Regions from separate parts of the Sus scrofa genome. Here region 2 is linked to region 1. The links are chromatin contacts, called in public HiChIP or PLAC-seq maps. All regions are on one chromosome and are shown on one strand. The core of a region is the stretch at or near the end of the contact, and the rest is flanking DNA. Distances in the headings are between cores, read along the strand shown. Region 1 holds the start of CNPY2 (canopy FGF signaling regulator 2). Region 2 holds the start of MIP (lens fiber major intrinsic protein).

Region 1 (5,054 bases), core at 742-3,241:
ACCCTTAAGAAAGAACACTGAGAGGTAGCATAGGCTTTGAGGATAACAACTGTTAAAGCATTTCACAAGCATTCATGACCTTAACCTTTCTCAAGTGCTCACTAGATACAGCTTTGTGTCTGTGTGTTATATTTCAACTAAAGTAAATTTCCTAAATATAAGGATAAGTTTCCCCGCCCCCCCCAAATGTTTTTATGTATGCTGCCATAGTAAAAACACAAGTCATAAAGATTAAGGATGTGGAGAAGGGGGTTGGTCAAGGTTCCCTCTCTGCTAAAACTTCTATACCAAAAAAAAATTATTAGGTTTGGAGCCAGGAGGCAAATGCATAAGGGTATAAACCTTCAACCTCCTCCAAATGAGACAGCCCAATCTTTTAGATGCCTCTGTGGGTCAATGTTTTCTTCATTTCTATCAAACTATGGTCCTTCTTAATTAGTTGAGTTTCTCCTTCAAAGTTAGAGTGAGTTATTTTATTCGGGGGAATAGTCACAGTTACCTCCACCACTGACTGGCTGCCATCTGGATTGATTCGGAAAGAGCCCATCTGAATGGTCTTCTTGGGATCCACCTGAGCAATTTCCCACTCTAGTTCATCCACCAGAGCCCTGCAAGCTGGTGCAAGTGGAGGGAGAGGGGGAGAAAGGAATCAACCCAGGGATTTCCACTCATCCTTTTCTCGGGCCTTGGATTCCTTGCCCTCCCAAGGCTCTATCATCCCCACCTCCCTTCCTCCCATTTCTTCTTTTGTGCCTTTACCTCCACAGTGTAGATCTTGGCTCCTTCGAGCCCAGGCAGTTCCCAGCAGGGCCCCTAGAAGCAGGGCCAGCCAACCCCAGCCTTTCATCTTTAGCGCAATGGGGTTGCTCCACCTGGGTTTGGAATGGAATAAAGCATAGGTGTGAGGAGACAGCTCCATTTCTCCCCGTCCTCCGACCACCCCCCCCCCACCTCCCCTCCCAAGGCCTACAAAGGGCTCAGTGTGATCTGGCTCCACTTTCCAGGAAATGGCCCGGACACAAAGGAGCTCCTCTGTTCCGGCGTTCGAGCAACCGGAATCCCCGGGGGCGGTGGGTAAAGAGCGCAAACTCGGGACTTGGGGCTTAGCCCCAGACACTACGTGGGCAAGTGAGGCCTTAGATGTTGGTACTTAAGCTTCGGCTGCCTACGATTCATAGGGCTATGTGGATGACGGCTATGGGTCTGTGGCTGGCGATCAGGCAAGGACGACAAGCAGAGGAGCTGCTGGCAAGGAGTAGCTGATTCTGGCCAGGAGGTAGCGAGGTGGCTGGCTGGCAAGAAAAAGCATTCAATAACTAGGGCCTATTTGAAGCCAGCATCAAAGACTGCTGCATCCCACCTCCAGCCTATAGACTATTCCCTGTACGGACCAGCCCCCTTTCTAAAGACCCCGCCATTGCTTTCGCTCCAGTCCAACCCCGACCCTCACTGCCACTCGCGTCCGTCCCACCTCTGCTCCCAGGGCCGCCGCGGTGGCCCAGGCGCTGGAATACAGCCGGACTCTCACTTTTGCTCTCAAACCTAGCACCTGGCTGCGGGAGCGCGGGGCTGTCCAAGCTTCTCCAGAGCGCTCCTGCACTTTCTAGACACGGGGTGCCCCAGCGACTGCCTGAGCCAGCTTTTCCGACCCTAAGTGGACGCCTGCCTAATCAGGGCCCAGATGCGCTGCGGTAAGAATCCCACCCTAGAGACCGACCCCAAACCCGCCCCTCCAAACTCTCGCGCGAACAGGCAGCGTAGGAGCGGCTCTCAGGCAGCGAGGACCCCAGCGGATTGCAGGACCCAGACTTGCGTGGCGAGCAGTTCCACGTGACCACCAGGGGTCAGCCGAGGAATAGGAGTGGCTAGAAGCAAGGACAGAGCCCGACGTGGTGCACCGAGGCCCTCAGGCTCGCGCATGGCAGTCTAGATGGGTTCGAGCCTTCAAAAAGAAAGGTGCGCTGCTAGCTAGTAAGAAGCCCAGGTTTCAATGCCCGGGAAACTGCATCTCCCAGGAAGCACCGCGGCACCACACAGGCTCTTTGCTGGTAGCCAAAGATCAGATATCCTGGGACCTGTAGTTTGTAAGGTTCTCCAAATTCCCTTTCATACATTTAATAGGGAAATCATAATGCACCTCTTAAAAGAACCCAACCTTAGGGTGCTGGGCAGCCACAGCAAAGACCAAACACTGCCCATATAGACCTAATTATACTCCTCCAATATCCTTAATTTTTTCTAAGATTTTTTTTTTTTTTTTTTTTTTTTTTTTTGCTTTTAGGGCTGCATCTGTGGCATATGGAAGTTCCCAAGCTAGGGGTTGAACTGGAGCTTCAGCTGCTGGTTTACACCACAGCCATGGCAACTCAGAATTGGAACCACGTCTACAACCTACACCACAGCTCATGGCAACGCTGGATCCTTAACCCACTGAGCGAAACTAGGGATCAAACATGCATCCTCATGGATCCTAGTTGGGTTCGTTACCTCTGAGCCACAATGGGAACTCCCAATATTCTTAATTTTGGACTCTAGAGCTTTATCTTCACTTCTAGGTGGGAATTTGAAAGCCTTAGTTTTTTCTTTTTTCTTGTCTTTTTGCCATTTCTTGGGCCGCTCCTGCGGCATGTGGAGGTTCCCAGGCTAGGGGTCCAATCGGAGCTGTAGCTGCCAGCCTATGCCAGAGCCACAGCAACATGGGATCCGAGCCGCGTCTGCCACCTACACCACAGCTCATGGCAACGCCGGATCGTTAACCCACTGAGCAAGGGCAGGGATCGAACCCGCTACCTCATGGTTCCTAGTTGGATTTGTTAACCACTGCGCCACGACGGGAACTTCCAAGTTTTTTCTGATTGTAATAGAAAGCCAACACAAAGGAAGGGAGGACTGAAGTCAGAGTACCCCACACTCAGATGTTCCTAATGAAATAGATGACACCCAATATTTTTCGTTTTTATTTTATAAAACATGCAGTTTAAAACAAAATTTTAAAAAATAACAAGAAAACAAAACTTGGGATGGGAGAGTGGATGGAAGACAGATGCTTCTCAGCTGTCGGCAGAAGTGAAGCCAGCAGCCAAGCTTTGTCTAGGACCCAAAGGCCCTTTTGGCAATGGTGATGTTGGCAACACTAGTTTGCTGGGGCCACCAGACTAAATGCTGGCCCCTCCAGGCAACCCTGAAGCAGAGACCTGAGTTAGGTCTTGAGCTACTACTGTTGTATCCTATCATTGTCTGGGACTAGGAACTGAGAGTTTTGGTTCCAGGAGCTTCTTTGCCTAGGATATTTATTACCCATGTATTTATTAAGAATACTAATTACTTTTCATCTGGGTCAATCCTAGACTGTTGCTGGCCCACTATTTTGCAAAGGATGAAAAAGCAATCTGGCTCCTAGACCCTTTGCAACAATTCTCCTGCATTCCAGTTCTATTAATAATAGCACCATCTGTAGACCCTGAGCAGGTCCAATTCTGGAAGTAGGGTATAGCCAACTTGGGAAGCCATCTCCCAGTTCTGGGGCCACAGAACATTGAAGGGAGAGAGAACTGTTCACTGGGAAAGGGTGAGGTCAGAGCGCCAGCACTGAAGAGAAGACAGCTGCATCTGTCAGAAACAAAACCAAAAGCATTGACTCTTAAGGTACCTGGAAAAAAGCACCTGGGACACTTTTTTTTCTTTTCCTTTTAGGGCTGCATCCGAGGCATATGGAAGTTCCCAGGCTAGGGGTCAAACTGGAGCTGCAGCTGCTGGCCAACCCCACAGCAACAGCAATGTGGGGTCCAAGCCGCGTCTATGGCCTACACCACAGCTCATGGCAATGCTGGATCATTAACCCACTGAGTGAGGCCAGGGATTGAACCTGTGTCCTAGTGGATGCTAGTCAGATTGTTTCCACTGTGCCATGACAGGAACTCCCAATAGAGACTTTGAATCAACTGTTAAGTGCTTTACAGTACAAATATACGGTTGGGTGGTACTGTTGTTAACATCATCGTTTTAACTATGGTGGGTATCATCATCACATATGCAACCAAAATCCACCCAGTCAAGTTTCCCCTGTCCCATCCCAGGCCTTACTCTTGGGACTTGTCTGGCCCTCAGGCTCAGGCACCTTCCAGTCCATCTTTCGGCCTTTCTCATAAAGGCCCTTCAGCACTTTGTGGAAGGACTCAGGCTCAGTGCCATTTTTGCTTAGCTCCAGATATTTTCGGTAAAGCTGAAGGGCTGTGCGGGCATCCTCAATACTGTCATGGGTCTCCCCTTGAATCTTCAGATCTGGGAGAAGTAGAGGTGGAATAGTTTGGGACCTAGCAAAGGGAGGTTAAGAACATGTCTGCTCCTCTACTCACATCCCCAGCTCCCAGTAAACAACAAAAAAATCTGACTGCCCTTAAGGGGAAGAACCAAACACGATCCCTAGTGCACAGAAGAGATACTGAAACTAACTAAATCCATTAGTAACTCTTACCACTAACTTAGGGTCCTCCCTTCTCCCCTTGGCCTCTCACACATTTTCATGCTCTTGCTGAGCACTACAAGGCAGAGCAACTCACCTAGAAAGTACCAAGCAAGGAATCGCAGGGAAATCATTCGTTTTCGGGGCATGTGAAATAGATAAACAGTGTCAAGGACCTGGTCCTTGGGCACCTGCCAGGGATAAAAGAGTAGAAGACTGAAGGTAGGGGATCCATAATTTCCCATTTTCCAAAAGCATCAGGTATATGGGAGCCCCCACACAAAGAAGACTCTGAAAAGAGCCCTGCCCAAACCATGAGGTTGATGACACGGAAGTCCTTCTGCAGACCATGACCCACAAACTTGACGCCAATGTCTATGAGAAAACGAAGCTTTAAGTAAGTAGACTTTAGAGTTGTGAGGTGCTTAGAGGAAATCTTGGCATCCAGGTCTCCTGGCTTTATCCCCGAGTACTGAGTCAAGTAATCCACCACCTAAGGATGGAGAAAAGGTGAAAAGGTCCAGGAAGTGAGGTGCACAGATCCCCCCACGCTCTTCCCTGTGTTCTGCGTTGGCATAGGGTCTATCTCACT
Region 2 (5,208 bases), core at 1,348-3,847, 94 kb after region 1:
GAGCTGCAGCTGCAGGCCTATGCCATAGCCACAGCAATAACAGAACTGAGCTAAATCTGCAACCTATGCCACAGCTTGAGTTAATGCTGGATCCTTAACTCATTGAGCTGGACTAGGGCTCAAACCCACATCCTTGTGCATACTAGTCTGATTTATTTTTTTATTTTTTATTTTTTTAAGGCTACACCTTCAGCACATGGAAGTCTGTTGCTGGCCTACACCACAGCCACAGCAACTCGGGATCTGAGCTGCGTCTTCGACCTACACTACAGCTCACAGCAACACTGGAAACTTAACCCACTGGACGAGGCAAGGGATTGAACCGGAGTACTCACAGATACCAGTAGGGTTTGTTAACCACTGAGCCACAATAGGGACTCCACTAGTCTGATCCCTAACTTACTGAGCCACAATGGGAACTCCTGCTTAACCATTTTTGCTTTGCAAACTATAGCTATGGTTTCTGGGAAGTCTCTCTCCAACACACCCTCATATGTTAGAGTAATGTATTCTCCTTTGCCTGTATCGCATCAGATTGCAGCTGCCAATATTCTCATCTATCTCTCCACTAGATTGCAGACCTTTGAAAGAGGGACTCTGGTGAGAAAGACGATGGTAGGCAGCAGTCCTATCATGTAAAGCTTTATGACAATGCCAGCAAATTTGGTGCAGATACATTGAAAGATTTTAGTTAGAGGAGTGCATCATCAGATTTGTGACATAAAATCACTCTGTAGTGTGGACATTGGATTAAAGCAGTCGGATGGAAACTGGAGACCAGTTTATAAGCTACTACATTCATTCATTTATTTAGCTTTATTTTTGGCCGCACCATAGCATATGGAAGTTCCTTGGAGGAGGGATCTGCAGCAGGGACCTGGGCCACAGAGACAATCCATATCCTTAACCACTGCACAACATCAGGAACTCCCAGGTTACATTTAAAACAAAAAAGCCCCAATTCATATCAAGGATAACAGTGGCCTGAGCAAGGGACATATCCACAGCATGGGTGGTTGTAATGCTAAAGCAGGGAAATTTTATTGGGCTGGCCAGCAGAATGTTGAGATCTTGAGGAAACTGGGGCTCTCCCACCTGAAGTGAACAGTCTGAAACGCAGGGATGTAGAATATCAAGAAAATAAAAATGTTAAAAATGTAGGCCCGCCATAATCACCCATCTCCTAAGTTCCATTCTGAACCAAAATAGTGATATTTCTCTGTTGTTAAACCTTCCATTGCCAGCGCTGAAAACACAAAACCAACATTTATAGTACTCAGTATTTATTAGTACAACCACTTACCCAGTGGTTGCTATTTGTCAAGATGTATCCTAGATTGTTCTCTGGTTTAATTTTTACTAGGGCCTGACGGCTAGACATTTTTCTGTTCTACAAGTGAAACCATTAAGGCTTAGAGAAGTTAACTGATTTGCCCAAAGCCAAACAGAGGAGCCGGGTTCGAATCCAATTATTGCTTAATTCTTTTTTGTTGTTGTTGTTGTCTTTTTGCCATTTCTTGGGCCGCTCCCCGCGGCATATGGAGGTTCCCAGGCTAGGGGTCGAATCGGAGCTGTAGCTGCCAGCCTACGCCAGAGCCACAGCAACGCGGGATCCGAGCCGCGTCTGCGACCTACACCACAGCTCACGGCAACGCTGGATCGTCGACCCACTGAGCAAGGGCAGGGACCGAACCCTCAACTGAATGGTTCCTAGTCGGATTCGTTAACCACTGAGCCACGACGGGAACTCCTAATTACTGTTTAATTCTAAGATCTGTACGTCTAGCCATTTTGCTACATCCTTTTTCTAAAGATCCTATTTAGTTAAAACGTGAGCAGCTTTCCTCTCTGCAGAAAAACTTTATAAATTGGACCAAGCACGGGTGAAACCAAACAGAACTCACTAAAATGGCGGCTCCCTGCCAGGCGCTGGCTCCCCTACGTCATCACACCGCGCGACGCCCCTTGCGCGCAACGTGTGATGGGAACCCGCGGGAGGAAAGCAGGGTCTCAGATGGGGGGCGTGTCCTCTTCATCCGGAGCGCAAGATGGCGCTGCCCTTTGCACGTCCACTGTGCCTGTGCCGCTGGGGAGCCAAAAGGTTAGGGATTGCTGCCGCGGAAACCCGCAGAGGTAGGATTACCCCCTTTTATTCTCTTTCACTTCCAAGGTAGTTTCGGTCTGTTATTCTTAGAGCCTGCTCAGAGAAACAACTCCAGTCCCTTCGATTCGTTTCCCCTCCCCCATCTGCGTTGGTCTTGAGATTCCAAACTTGGGACCTTCTCTGGTTTCCTTAAATTCTAGGGCTTTCCCAGTCCAAGCTTTTCGGCTTCTTGGGCTATCCATACTAAAGTGCCCCCACTGTCGTTCTCGCTTGAAATTCTGATTCACGTTTCCTGGTAATCTCATGACTGTCTGCTTCAGATCAGAATATGTGTATGTCGCTAGCTCTAGAGTTCTAGCTCACCTCATTATCCCGTTTCTCTTCTCTGCCCGGCAGGCGTCAGTTTCAAACTGGAAGAAAAGACAGCCCACAGCAGCTTGGCCCTCTTCAAAAGTGACACAGGTGTCAAATATGGCATGGTGGGATTGGAGCCCACAAAATTGGCCCTGAATGTGGAGCGCTTCCGGGAGTGGGCAGTGGTGTTGGCAGACACAGCGATCACCAGTGGCAGACACTACTGGGAGGTGACAGTGAAGCGCTCACAGCAATTCCGGATAGGAGTGGCAGATGTGGACATGTCCCGGGATAGCTGCATCGGTGTTGACGACCGTTCCTGGGTGTTCACCTATGCCCAGCGCAAGTGGCACACCATGTTGGCCAACGAGAAGGCCCCTATTGAGGGCATTGGGCAGCCAGAGAAGGTGGGGCTGCTGCTGGAGTATGAGGCCCAGAAGCTGAGCCTGGTGGATGTGAACCGGGTTGCTGTGGTCCATACACTACAGACAGATTTCCGGGGTCCAGTGGTGCCTGCCTTTGCCCTTTGGGATGGAGAACTGCTGACTCACTCAGGGCTTGAGGTACCAGAAGGCCTCTAATATGTCCATCACTGAAGTCCCTAATCATGCTCTTGGCCAGCCTCCTGCTCAAAAAGTGTCCGAAACCTTTTAATTGTGGCCCAAGCAAGTACCAGCTCCCACCTGTCACTAGTTCAGTGACAGGTCCTCTGTGCAATATCTCAGTCGTCTTTGTTTCCCGTCCTGTGAAAGGTAGGCATACAGCCAGCCACCCTCTCCCCTCCCCCAAACTACTGCCAATTTCCTAGGCTACCATGAATGTACTTTCTCAGACTGTATTCAGTCCTGGAGTCTTACCTTTCAGCTTTGTTAGAATTTATTCATCACTGTGCTACCTCTTCCTCCCTTTGCCCACACATAACTTGTTTTGGGGGCTCTACGGAATCTCTCCAGAGTAAATCCTTTCTACCTCTGGCTGAAGGAGTGGTGCAGTCAATGACTTGGCCCTTTCTGTACAGTACACAGAGTCTGGGCTCTGGCTCCCTCAGAAAGTGCTTTACAGACTGTGTCAGAATGTTAACAGCCTTCCTTTCTATATCTCAATGTTACAGACTCTCAGCCCCACACAGCTGTAGCTCTTCTCACCCCGAGTCCATCTGCCTTAATTTGTAAACCTCTAACGCCTGGTCAGTCTTGTAGTCATTGGGCCAGTTAAAATCATGACTGGGGGGAAGAGACACTTGGGGGATGCTGAGGGGATTAGTGCTAGAAACTTTATTCTTGAGAAGTTCTGTCTTCATTTCTGCTATAGTTGTAACTTCCAGAGGGAGGAGGGAGGCCTGAGGTCTTGCACAGTCCATTTTGGGGCCTGCCCAGACCCAAGCATTTACTTGGCAGCAGAATACACTTAACCTAAAGCAGTATTTGGGATTGAGGAAAACTTTGTGGGGTGAGTATGTATGTAAAATATGTATTGTTGGGCTTTTTCTGACCCTGTGGTTCCATCTTATTCTACCTTTATGATGGTGATGCAGCTGGATGCCCCTAGGAGAGAAAGAGAAGGACTGGGTCTAGCAAAAATGATTTGTGTAATTAAAGTTTATTTGAGCACAAAATACTTTCTCTGTCTATAAAATTGCTCTTAGTGGTAGCAGCAGCATTTCCTAGCTAAGGAGGGCACATCTCTCCAGACTACTAAAGCCTGCCCCTCTCCCTCCCTCCCTCCCTCTTCTGTCTCTCAGAGGAGGGGACCTGGGTAAAGACCTGGAATGATTCAGAGTGGGCTAAGCTATTGGCTTGTCCCTTGAAGAAGCCCACAGTCTCCATGGATAATTCTACATCAGGTGTCCACAAAGGCACTTCTCTAAGCTCTGTCTGCCAAGGGAATGGGGTATTTTGACTCTCAGAAAGCACTGGCCTAAGTCTTGGTCCTCACTGAAGCAGCACAGCTCTCTGTAGCATTTGGTGGTTATGTGTTAAGTGTGTGGTCAGTTGGTGCTTGTTTTTGTGCAGGGACCATGCATGCCCCATGCTCACACCATGCTCTCCAAGTTCTCTTTGGACAAGGCCTCAGCTGCTGCTTCAGCCTGAGTCTCGGATGGGGTGTATGAGTCCTGGTAATCTTGTAGCAGTTTCACCACCTCCAGGTGGTTGAACTGCACAGCATCATCCATGGGAATGTTGCCCCACCTGAGAGGAGGAACGAAGAGTACGATCAGGCAAAGAAGACATCAGGAGTGCCTTGGTTATAGACATAACTGTTGTGGCTGGAGGCAGTGGTGGAGGAGCTGCTGCTCACCTCCCATCTCCTCTTTTAGCTTAATCCTACTCACCTGTCCTTGACAAATGGATTCACTTTGCAAGCTTCAATCAGGAATTTAACAACATCAGTGTGTCCTAGGAAAATGGGTAGAAGGAAAATGAGAGGGTATAGATCCTGACTCTTTTGGTGTTCCCGTTAGTACAGCTGGAGTCTGAACTAAGAGGGGAAGGGGAAATGCCTCATCCGATTTTTGCTTCCTGGGCCACCCAGTAACAGTCATCTGGCAAACTGATGGGCATCTGGACAAAACTGGTTGGTGCCTCTATAAACTTGGCACATACCATGGGGGATACTCGCTAGAAAGAAAGGTCTTAGGATCTGCTTCCCCTCTTATTTAACCTTCAGATACCTTCAGCTGCAGCAACATGCAGAGCTGTGCGGGAGTCATAGTCTTTCTGTTCCATGTCCATGGCTGACAAGGCAAACCT

The links. HiChIP or PLAC-seq counts read pairs in DNA pulled down with a chosen protein or histone mark.
Region 2: an H3K27ac HiChIP or PLAC-seq map of alveolar macrophages shows a contact between it and region 1. The contact joins the promoter of MIP here to the promoter of CNPY2 in region 1. A contact is called at or near these places in 3 of 5 promoter capture datasets (fetal liver, fetal skeletal muscle and liver), 8 of 47 Hi-C or Micro-C datasets (blood, fetal liver, liver and 4 more) and 2 of 2 datasets of contacts at active chromatin or transcription factors (alveolar macrophages and skeletal muscle).

What each region holds. Positions count from the first base shown.
Region 1 is chr5:21,709,301-21,714,354 of Sscrofa11.1, forward strand. It overlaps CNPY2 (canopy FGF signaling regulator 2), which reads right to left and starts at 1,992. Exons shown (of 6, transcript NM_001185068.1): 1 at 1,472-1,992; 2 at 760-872; 3 at 500-615. The coding sequence starts at 847. PAN2 (PAB-dependent poly(A)-specific ribonuclease subunit PAN2) reads right to left here. Exons shown (of 20, transcript XR_002344302.1): 18 at 4,560-5,054; 19 at 4,084-4,281; 20 at 2,922-3,609.
Region 2 is chr5:21,802,367-21,807,574 of Sscrofa11.1, forward strand. It overlaps MIP (lens fiber major intrinsic protein), which reads right to left and starts at 2,598. Exons shown (of 6, transcript XM_021092895.1): 1 at 2,468-2,598. SPRYD4 (SPRY domain-containing protein 4) reads left to right here and starts at 1,979. Exons shown (of 4, transcript XR_002344303.1): 1 at 1,979-2,133; 2 at 2,501-3,210; 3 at 5,126-5,208. It overlaps GLS2 (glutaminase liver isoform, mitochondrial), which reads right to left. Exons shown (of 18, transcript XM_003481629.4): 16 at 5,130-5,206; 17 at 4,791-4,854; 18 at 4,039-4,647. The coding sequence ends at 4,491.